2 separate regions of the Mus musculus genome follow, and region 2 is linked to region 1. A link is a contact called in public HiChIP or PLAC-seq data. All regions are on one chromosome and are shown on one strand. Each heading gives the region's core, a stretch centred on a gene start, on an enhancer-like site or on the middle of the called end of the contact. The rest is flanking DNA. Distances are from core to core; before and after follow the strand shown.

Region 1 (5,548 bases), core at 1,575-4,074:
AGCATGGTGTTTGAAATGCCCATATTAACCATCCTTCTCCATAATTTGGTCCCTCAACTCATCGACAAACAACCAATATTTACTACGTTATGTCCTCTTTTCAATGTACCATCTCAGGCCAGGAGGAAAGAGGGGTACCTGAAAGAACCACGCTCTTAATTTGAATTCTGAGGCCTAATATTAAAGCAGAACAGGACAAAAAAAGTTTTCAGGACCTGGGGTTTGAAAGAAAGGCAGGATAGAGTCCTATTTCTGATAAAGAAATACACACTCAAGAGATCTGAGGTTTCAATGGCACATGCAGCCTCTGGATACAATATCATGATGTCACTGACATCACACCCCACACTAAAGTGTTTCTGAATCCAAAAGACCCTTTGAGCACAACATATGTCAGGTTGGACTTGGCCTACAAAGGAGTCCTTTCTGACGCATGTGACCACAGCACCACCATGTGTTGGCTCAGCATATGTACAGTTCTCTCATCAGAGGCACAGTTCTGTCCATGTCTTCTATGGATGTCTGAGAGATTCATTACCTCTAACCAGTTTGCTAGGTGTGGGGCAACGGAGGACACAGATGGCCTGGAATCCCCCTCTAGTTCCATGACCGAGCTATCCAAGGACGCAGATATCACAGCCCAGCACACGGACTTTCTGAGGTGTCACAATGCCTACATTTTACTCATAATAGAAGGTAAAAGTTATCAAGGCTAGAGCTATGAGACTCTGACAAGGCAGAGCACCATATATTTTAGACGATTGCTGTACCACATGCTTTGGACAAAGCAGAAGAGTAAATAACATAAGTGGACCAATCTTTATTTTCATTCCCTTTGTATGTGTCCATGGACATGTATGTCACATGTGTAAGGGTACACAAGGAGGACAGGAGAGAGCTGGACGCTCTGAATCTGGTTGTGGGTAGGTTTGAGCTGCCTGACATGAGTGTTGAGATCTGACCTAGGGTCTTCTGGAAGGGCAGCAAGTGGTCTGAACTGCTGAACCAAACCATGGAAGGCTGGTGGAGACTGAAAGGAAGTGTTGGAAGGAGAGATGGGGAAAGTATAAAACCAGCCAGGTAACTGACTTCCAATTCAAAGGAGCTTAGGATGAGACTAAGGGATGAAGGTGGACTACAGTGCTTACAAAAAGGAAAGAACAGTGATGTAGAGAACCCTGTGGGTGAATTGAAGAGAAGGTACAGAAGATAAGGTGTGCGACCAAGTGGAGCCTGGTGCATCCAATATGACAGCTGGACCCTTTGGACAGTGATGAATTCATTTAAAATGGCAAGTGACTGAACTGGGAGTTTGAGGGGAAGGGAAGACTAGGGTTACAAAGCTGTTGATTGCCTCTACCTCTCCCTACCCTCGCCCAGCTACACACACAATGGCAAGTGAAGGGGATATCCACAGAGCAGCAGAAGGCAGTGACTGGGAGATCTGGAACAGAGGCTGAGTGGAGTAGCCAGCCACAAAGGAGACTGGTGCACTGGGGCCAAGCTGGCTTGCTCACTCCATCGCTCTTTTGTACAGTTGGCTGCTGCCCCTGACAGAGTTCTCAGCCAGGATTTCCAGCGTTCTTGTCGGATGAGATGTGGAAAGTTGCAATTGCAGGGATCTGCTTCTGAGAGCATGTCTTTTTCTTGTTTTCTTTTCTTTCTTTCTTTTTTTTTTTTTTTTACAATAAAGATAAATTTATTTTGACTATCACGTGAAAAGAGAAAAGAATGATATGTGTCATAAGGAATTTTTTAAACATACAGAAAGATAGATGGACAAATGAATAGATGAATGGATAATAGATAGATAGATAGATAGATAGATAGATAGATAGATAGATAGATAGATAGATAGATAAAAGAGACAGAGACAAATGTGTCTTCCTTTTATCTTTACTATTTTCCTGCTCAAGAAAGCAAACATGTGTCCTTTCCTATAACCTCAGATTTTTTTCTTTTATTTAAAGTTCATGATTCTTATTAGTCTTCCTTCTCCAAACTTCACACACAAGTTTATCAAGTCTATTCTGCATTAATCTTCCTTCCTTCCTTCCTTCCTTCCTTCCTTCCTTCCTTCCTTTCTTCCTTCCTTTCTTCCTTTCTTCTTAAAGGTTCTGTTTAGGCTTACCTGTAGGGAATAAAGATTCAATAAGGCCCCACCTGCACTTCTCCACTCCATTGGGTTGTCTTAGTACTACCTGGTGGCTGCAAACTGAATTATCCCTCCCTCTTCCCTCCTCCCTCCCTCCTTCTTCCCTCCCTCCTCTCTCCTTCCTCCCTCCCTCCTTCCTTCCTTCTCCCTCCCTCTGTGGGTCCCCATGGCCTTGGGTGAAGACAGAATGACATGGCTCCTGCCCCTGGGACACGGCCAATATACTTGGGCCTCCACAAGTGTCTGTGACTGCCAAGAGCATAAGGCTTGTTTGTATATGTTGTACATATTTTCAGGGTCCTCCAAGGAATGTCCTCCCAGTTAATGTTAATGACTTCATGGCACTTAGAGATAGCAGGGGTCCTGAAGATGAAGGTGTGTCTAATGTCTCAGCAAAATGGTAAAAGCTCGGACCTCCAGGACAGCCCTTAATATATATAGTATTTGAAACATATATAATTTTTCAATTATGCAAAAATGTTAGGATGCAATATAAATTGTATAAGGAACAGATGCAGCAACACTATGAACTGGCTTGGCAGAAAGATACAAAGTCAGGCAGATACAAATGCAGGCCAATTCTTGAGTTCAAGGTCAGCCTGGGACAGAGGGAACTTAGGCACAGGTGTGGTAGAAATGGTAATTTCAGGACAAGGTCCCACCCAGCAAAGTTTACAAAGGCAGGGAGCTCTCTGAATTCTTTTACAATGTTTTAAAATAAAAATGTGCTCGCTGTCTCCAACAGAGCCTGGGGTCAGAGGGTGCTGATTCATAGGATAATCAAAGGTGAACCTGGAGTAAATGCCTGGATTGATATGTAAAATAAAAGGCTGGCTTCTGTTCTGCAAGAGATGAGCTATTGGCAGAGAAAATTTTTAGATTAGCAAGAAAGAACTGCTTGGAGAACTGTCTCAAGCAGAACCTAGAGGGCTGTCGAGAGATCTCCAGAGAAAGTAGAACAGAGAGAACAAGCTGGAAAGCTTTCTCCAGCAGAGCACAGGCCACCAGCTTAGACCCACAAATTGTTTCGCAGTTCCCAGACACCAATTCCTCAGAATCCTTCTCCAAGCCAAGGCTGGTCCTTGGCATCTCTTCCTCCTTCTCTCCCTCTCTACATAGCAAAGAACCTGTAAACACAATAGTAGACACAGTCACTGAAGTGCAATCTCTAGTATATTTTCCCACATGTCACAAAACACCAAATTCTTCCACGTCCAGTTTATTACTAATTCCAAAAAAAAAAAAGGTGTCTTTTTGGGTGCTCAAAAATGAAAACGTGCCCTTGGTTTCCCTAACTAGAGGTCAAGGAAACTGAAGAAGTGTTGGTCTGCTCAAATAAAATTGAGAAAAAGGAGTCAATCTGTGAAGATGCAGAGGGTAGAGGGTAGACTTATAACAGAAGACCCAGCAAAGGACATGCAGGGGCAGGGCTAGGGAATATACATCAAGGAGGGAAATGTCTACTCTCCTGACTGGTGGGGATGTGTACCACAGTGATGGGCTCAGTCATTTAGTTTCTGCCATGTTCCTTTGTCCCTAGTGCCTGAGACACAGGGAATGTGTACTACCAGAAAACCACTGGGTGGCAGTCTCATGAGCCCAGCCCTGTAAGTGCCATTTTGGGCATTTCTGTAGTTGTTAAGCATCCATGCCATCACATTAGACTATTTCAAAAACAAATGACCTAGTATTGCTGTAATAGTTCTGCAGCTTTAAAACATTGCCCCGTAAGAGTAGAATAGAGTAGGAAAGCAATCTACAAAGCAGGTGGCTACTGGTTAAGACAGAAGGGCTTTTAAGCGATTCTGGGGAGGTCGGGGAGAAGCAAGCTGGCTTTCTCTCCAGATCCTCTCCTAGCTCTGTTCACTCATACTTCACCCTGAGGAATGTGACCACGACTTTTGTTGCCTTTATATCCATTTCCAGTACAGGTTTGTTTTGCTTTTTTTTTGTTTGTTTTAACATTTTATTGATTTTTCATGAGTTTTTCATTAATGTGACCCACACATTAATGCAGACCCCTGCTGATGCTGATACATCCCAATTCCACTCACCTCCCCAACCCTTTGTATCTGCCCTCTGCCCTTACAATCACCCCACAAGAAGAAAATAATGACATCTCCTATGTAGTATGCCACAGTGTGTCCCACAGTATACTATTGTGTCCATACTTCTTTACTTGCAAATGTTCATTGCAATGACTTATTGGTCTTTTAAGCCCCAGACTTCAGCCATACTGGATCTTCACCTGGACTCCTCTCAGATATTCTGTTGTTGCCCTGTGTCATGATGGAGAACCTGCAGCTTTGGATCTATACCAACATGTGAAGGTGAGCTCTCCAGCACTGCTCTCTGTGGCTTACCCGGTACCTCTGCTGGCAAGGGGTCTCAGGTTTAACAAATGGCATCTCTCCTTCTGACTGTCTAGGCCCAGTGCTTGTTCTAAATCCTATTCTATACGATCCTTATACCTGCTACTGGTCTCTTCAGCTTTCTTCCCCTTTCCTCCCTCCTAATAAAATGCCACAGACTGGATAATTTACAAAGAAATAAATTCATTTCCTAGAGTTCTAGAGGATAGACGGCCAAGAGCAATGTGCTAAAGTTTAGTGACTGGTGAGACTCTCCCTGTTCTTTCAGTGTGGTGCTATGAACTCTATATTCTTCAGAAGTGTTTTCTTTATTCTTTCTATTAATACCAGGGTGAAAATTAAGTACTACTCTTCATGTTTGTGATGGAACATACTTGAAAAAGATTTCTTAAGTTATCATTGTCTCAGGGACTCTATGGCTGTGAGAAAACACCATGGCCAAAGCAATGGGGGAAAATTTGTCTTTTCACCCACAGCACAGCCCATCACTGAGGGAAGTCAGGGCAGAAATTAAGACAGGGCAGAAACCTGGATACAGAAACTGATGCAGAGGCTATGAAGGAGTGTTGCTTTGGCTTGCTCTTTATGGCTTGGTCAGCCTACTTTCGTATAGCACCTAGGACCACCAGCCGAGGATGGCACTGCCCAGAGTATCAACCATCAATCAAGAGAATGCACCAAGGCCTGGCTCATAGGCCAATCAAGTGAATTCATTTTTTCAACTGAGCTTCCTTCTTCTAAATGGACTCTAGATTGTGTTAACTGGACACAAAACTAGCCAGCATAATCATCATTATAAAATATCTACTTCATAACTTCATTTTATTTTTATTATTTTTTAAATTCATTCAACTTGGCTGAGGACTCCTAATGCAAGGACAGGGAGTAATGTCTAAGGAGTACATAGGGTCTAGAGCACAATGTGTAAGGAATCACTCCATTTTCAAGACCACAAAAATCAACCCTACATTTGTCTACCACTAAGAAGAGAGATAATGAGTATCTATCTCTTTAACTCTTG
Region 2 (5,744 bases), core at 3,232-5,731, 450 kb before region 1:
TGTAAAATAACTACTTATAAATTTATCCTCACACAATTGCTTAATGAATAAATGAGTAAGAATAGGAAAATGTCTTATGCAGAAAAATTAGAAATGATTTCTGATCTCTTTCACTTTTTGTTTTCAAGGAGGTAAACAATGGAGATAACTGTGGAGAGTCGAGCCGCAAGCAATCGTGTGCGTGCCGTGAGCAATCGCCATTATAAGATGGCGCTGGCTTCCACTGCGTCTAACTAGTAAACAAGCCTTATGTGCAAGTGCAAGAGTGAACTCACGCCTAGTCACTGCCCATCTGGCGGCGTAGTAATGGGGTGATGGGCGAGCAACGAATCAGGAGCTGTCATGCCACGTCAGGTGCTGAAACGTCACGCTGCGGGCTATATAAGCAGCGCCAATTTCCCAGTTCGGGGTCTTCCCTCCTGATAAGTAAGCAATAAAAGCTTTGCCGGTTAGATTCCGGTTGTCCTGAGTGTGTTCTTGCCGGCAGGGACAAAAGCACGAGCAATAGATAACCACTTAGTTATCCCTGATAACTAAGAATGTTCAACATTTCTTTAGGCGCTTCTCAGCCATTCAGTATTCCTCAGTTGAGAATCTTTGTTTAGCTCCTTACCCCATTTTTAATAGGGTTATTTGGTTCTCTGGAATCTAACTTCTTGAGTTCTTTGTATATATTGGATATTAGCCCTCTACCAGATGTAGGGTTGGTAAAGATCGTTTCCCAATCTGTTGGCTGTGTTTTGTCCTATTGACAGTGTCCTTTGTCTTACAGATGCTTTGCAATTTCATGAGGTCCCATTTGTTGATTTTTGATCTTCCTGTATAAGCTATTGGTGTTCTGTTCAGGAAAATTTCTCCTGTGTCCATGTGTTCAAGGCTCTTCTCCACGTTCTCTTCTATTAGTTTCAGTATATCTGATTTTATGTGGAGGTCCTAGATCCATTTGGACTTGAGCTTTGTACAAGAAAATAAGAATGGATCAGTTTACACTCTTCTATATGCTGACTGCTAGTTGAACCAAAACCATTTCTTGAAAATACTGTCTGTTTTCCACTGGATGGTTTTAGCTTCTTTGTCAAAGATTAAGTGACCATAGGTATATGGATTCATTTTTGGGTCTTCAATTCCATTGATCTATCTCCCTGTCTCTGTACAAATACGGTGTAGTTTTTATCACTCTTGCTTTATAATACAGCTTGAGATCAGGGATGGTGATTTTCCTAGAAGTTCTTTTATTGTTGAGAATAGTTTTCACTCTCCTGGAATTTTGTGTTATTCCAGATGAATTTGCAAATTGGTCTTTCTAACTCTATGAAAATTTGAGTTGGGATTTTGATGGGAATTGCATTGAATCTGTAGATTGCTTTCAGCAAGATGTTCATTTTTACTATACTTATCCTGCCATGGAAACAGAAAATAAACAGAGACACCATGAAACTAATAGAACTTGTGAACCAAATGGACTTAACAAATATCTATAGAACATTTCATCCTAAAACAAAAGAATATACCTTCTTTTCAGCAACTCGTGGTACCAAAATTAACCAAATAATTGTTCAGAAAATAGGCCTTAACAGATACAAGAAGACTGAAATAATCCCATGCATCCTATCATATCACCACAGAAAAAGGCTGGTCTTCAATAACAACAAAATCAACAAAAAGTTCACATACACATGGAAACTGAACAGTGCTCTACTTAATGATAACTTGGTCAAGGAAGAAATAAAGAATTAAAGACTTTTTGTAATTTAAGAAAATGAAGGCACAACATACCCAAACATATTGGACACAATGAAAGCAGTACTAAGAGGAAAACTCATAGCTCTGAGTTGTTCCAAAAAGAAACTGGAGAGAGCACATACTAGCAACTTGACAGGACATCTGAAAGCTCTAGATCAAAAAGAAGCAAATACCCCCTAGAAGAGTAAACAGCAGGAAATAATAAAACTTAGGGCTGAAATCAACCAAGTAGAAACAAAAAGAACTATACAAAGAGTCAATAGAACCAGGAGCTGATTCTTTGAGAAACCCTTAGCCAGACTAACTAGAGGGCACAGGGACAGTATCCTAATTAACAAAATCAGAAATGAAAAGGGGGACATAACAACAGAATCTGAGGAAATAAAAAAAAAAAAAAAGGTCATCAGATCCTACTACAAAAGCCTATACTCATCAAAATTGAATAATCTTGATGAAAAGGACTATTTTCTAGAAAAATACCAGGTACCAAAGTCAACTCAAGATCAGATAAATCATCTAAACAGTCCCATGACCCCTAAAGAAATAGAAATAGTCATTAATACTCTCCCAACAAAAAAAGCTCAGGACCAGATGTGTTTAATGAAGACCTAATACCAATACTCCTCAAACCATTCCACAAAATAGAAACAGAGGGTACTCAATTCATTCTACAAAGCCACAATTACTCTGATACCTAAACCAGACAAAGACCTAACAAAGAAAGAGAACTTCAGACCAATTTCCCTTATGAATATCGATGCAAAAATACTCAATAAAATTCTTGCAAACTGAATCCAAGAACACATCAAAACAATCGTTCATCATGATCAAGTAGGCTTCATCCCAGTTATTCAGGGATGGTTCAACACAACAGAAATCCATTAATGTAATTCACTACATAAACAAACTCAAAGGAAAAAAATGATCACTTTATTAGATGCTTAGAAAACATTTGACAAAATCTGACATCCCTTCATGATAAAAGTCTTGGAAAGATTAGGAATTCAAAGCCCATACCTTAACATAGTAAAGCAATATACAGAAAATCATTAGCCAACATCAAACTAATGGAGTGAAACTTGAAGTAATCCTACTAAAATCAGGGACTAGACAAGGCTGCCTACTCTTTCCCTACCTATCCAATATAGTGCTCGGAGCCTAGCCAGAGCAGTTAGACAACAAAAGGTCAAAGGGATAAAAACTGGAAAAGAGGAAGTCAAAATATCACTATTTGCAGATATGGTAGTATACTTCAGTGACTGAAAAAATTCCATCAGAGAATTCCTAAACCTGATAAACAACTTCAGCAAAGTGGCTGGATATAAATTTAACGCAAACCAGTAGCTTTCCTCTACTCAAAGGATAAACAGTTTGAGAAAGAAATTATGGAAACAACACCCTTCGCAATAGTCACAAGTAATATAGAATACCTTGTTGTGACTCTAGCCAAGCAAGTGAGAATCTGTATAAGAAGAACGTCAAGTCTCTGAAGAAAGAAATCAAAGAAGATCTCAGAAGATGGAAAGCCCATTCTGCTTTCTTTTTTTTTTTTTTTTTTAAAGATTTATTTATTATTATACATAAGTACACTGTAGCTGTCTTCAGACACTCCAGAAGAGGGAGTCAGATCCCGTTATGGATGGTTGTGAGCCACCATGTGGTCGCTGGGATCTGAACTCCAGACCTTTGGAAGAGCAGTCGGGTGCTCTTACCCACTGAGCCATCTCACCAGCCCCCATTCTGCTTTCTATCTGTGGGCTCATTGTGGTGACCAGCTTCTTCAAGATCCTGCCATTACCTACCCTGCTGTGGTGAAACATAACTTGGACCTGTGAACTTATGTGAACCCTTCCTTCTTTAGGTTATTCTTTCAGGTATTTTATTGCAGCAATGAGATACTTAAGCATGTAGGTACTATAGTCCTTTGGGTATAGATATGAGGGGATGTTTCTGAGTGTCACAAAATTCACAGGACAAACTCCTACAACATATAACTATCTACTCCCAAGTTCCATACTGCTTAATCTGAGAAAGAAATTGCATTTCTTTCTTTTTTTGGGCATTGTTGTTTTTTTTTTTTTTCTCTTTCTTTTTCTTTTCTTTCTTTTTGTTGTTGTTTTGAGACAGGGTTTCCCTGTATAGCCCAGGCTGTCCTGGAACTCACTTTGTAGACCAGAAATCCACCTGCCTCTGCTTCCTGAGTGCTGGGATTAAAGGCATGTGCCATCATGCCCGGTTTTGGACATTGTTTTTGAAAGTGAATTTTTCTTATTGTTCCCTTCCACCAGGGGAGATCCTATAAGGAAATAAAAGGCTTATTAAGCTGGGGTGTTAGAAAAGAATTAAGAAGATTAGGAAAAACAGCACAGAATTATGATCTACTTAAGAGGACCAGAATCTAAAATTGAGTCTCTGAGTTTAAGGTTAACAGAAAGCTGTTTCATCCCTCCAGCTGAAAACTTGAGGGGATAGAAGATTCTACTGGAGCTAGAGTGGTGGGCATGAGAACTAATAATGTTAGAGCCTTGGTAGAAGGTGTTGCTATACCTTTGCTGCCAAGCCCAAGAATGAACAGAAAAAGATTCACACTGGCATCTACCTCAGACTTCCCATGATACTCAACAGGAAGCCAGAGGACAAGCGCTAAGGAACTATAGTCATGCATTAGAGGACACCAGGACAGGCAAAGACAACTGAGAGTCCCTCTTGAGTAGGTAGATAGAAACAGAGAGTGGGTGACAGGATGGCTAATAGAATAAGAATAGTGTAGCCTTTCTTCTTTCTTTTTTCCTCAGTTTGCTCCTCATCTAAGTGTGGGGGAAAAAAAGTGGCAAAACATGCAAATCTACAACAGCAATATCTGGGTAAGAAATAAAATATCAGCTAATGTTCACAGTTATTGATATCCTTAGCAATTTTAAGCATAGTTAAAACAATTGCTCTCGCCATCCACTCCACACATATTCCATACTTTCTAGGTGCCAGGTACAGGTTTACCTGTAAATGGGTGGGGTGGAAGAGGATCTGGGCTTTAGCAAACACATTAGTGCTGAAGCCTAGTTTTTTTTTTTTCTTTACTTCAAGCACCCTGGGGAAACCTTTGGGTTTTTGACTTGCAAAACCGAGCAACTACCTTAGAGACAATCACAAATCTGAATAACACTAGAGAGATTTTTTCCAGTTCAGTATGCACAATCCCAGGCTGGAGTGCAAGGAGAAGTCATTGTTTATTCTGCTGGGATTTGTCCAGCAGCTGTGACAACAACAAATCAAACCAGCCCAGAGCCCAAAGCAAAAGCCTTGTGAGCTGTAAGACTCTCAAGGGACCAAACTAATGAATCTCATAACTTGACCAACAGAATTACTGTAACTTTATTTTTTTCCATTGAATAATTATTTATTAAATGCCAACTATATTCCAGGGACTGTGCCAAGGAGCTGAATACCCAAAAATATAACAGATGGATTCTCTTTCTTGAAGATGTTACCAGATGTGTGGAAGAAGCATTTCCTGTCCTCACATACTAAATCATAGTTGTTTGTTTTATTTATATGCTTAATCAATTTATCATGCTTTGCTATTGAAAAGCTGCCATTCAATAATCTGTTCAGGGTCCAACAAAACTAGCTTTGATCCAGAGTTAATGGCTCTTCGGGGTTTTAACTCTTTGAATACTCTGCTCTGCCTTCTCTAACCACTGTCTAGGTGTTCTGTTCTCAGAAGTTTGCTAAATTCACTGTGTGCATATAGCATCCATTTTGTGCTAACCCAGTGCCTCTGGGTAGGAATCTGCATATACCCCCATTCTTTTTATACATCAGGGAGCTTTGTCTGCTAACTACCCATGTTCCAATGAAATTGCAATCTAAGTCGTAGATACATTCTGAAATTTTCTTAAAGCTCCCCTCTAATCTCATGCTTCTTTGGCATGTAACTCTAAAATATAATTTGTCACCATTTAGGATTGCTTTTTGGCATCTCCTGTTTGAGTCTCCACTGC

Evidence for each region. HiChIP or PLAC-seq counts read pairs in DNA pulled down with a chosen protein or histone mark.
Region 2: an H3K27ac HiChIP or PLAC-seq map of embryonic stem cells shows a contact between it and region 1, with 2.7 times the contacts expected there. The contact joins two enhancer-like sites. A contact is called at or near these places in 1 of 15 datasets of contacts at CTCF or cohesin (large pre-B cells), 2 of 484 Hi-C or Micro-C datasets (the HPC-7 cell line and embryonic stem cells), 5 of 115 datasets of contacts at active chromatin or transcription factors (all in embryonic stem cells) and 1 of 9 other capture datasets (embryonic stem cells).

What each region holds. Positions count from the first base shown.
Region 1 is chr15:9,450,342-9,455,889 of GRCm38.p6, reverse strand. All of the region lies in intron 1 of Capsl (calcyphosine-like), which reads right to left. Among named protein-coding and RNA genes, the nearest start is that of Capsl, 17 kb to the right of the region's middle. Within about 2 kb of position 2,824, at least 16 of the 459 cell types and tissues checked have an H3K27ac peak or open chromatin away from gene starts, as enhancers often do. A contact at or near this core is called in embryonic stem cells, where this site is marked.
Region 2 is chr15:9,897,533-9,903,276 of GRCm38.p6, reverse strand. No RefSeq gene overlaps it. Among named protein-coding and RNA genes, the nearest start is that of Spef2, 150 kb to the right of the region's middle. Within about 2 kb of position 4,481, at least 11 of the 459 cell types and tissues checked have an H3K27ac peak or open chromatin away from gene starts, as enhancers often do. A contact at or near this core is called in embryonic stem cells, where this site is marked.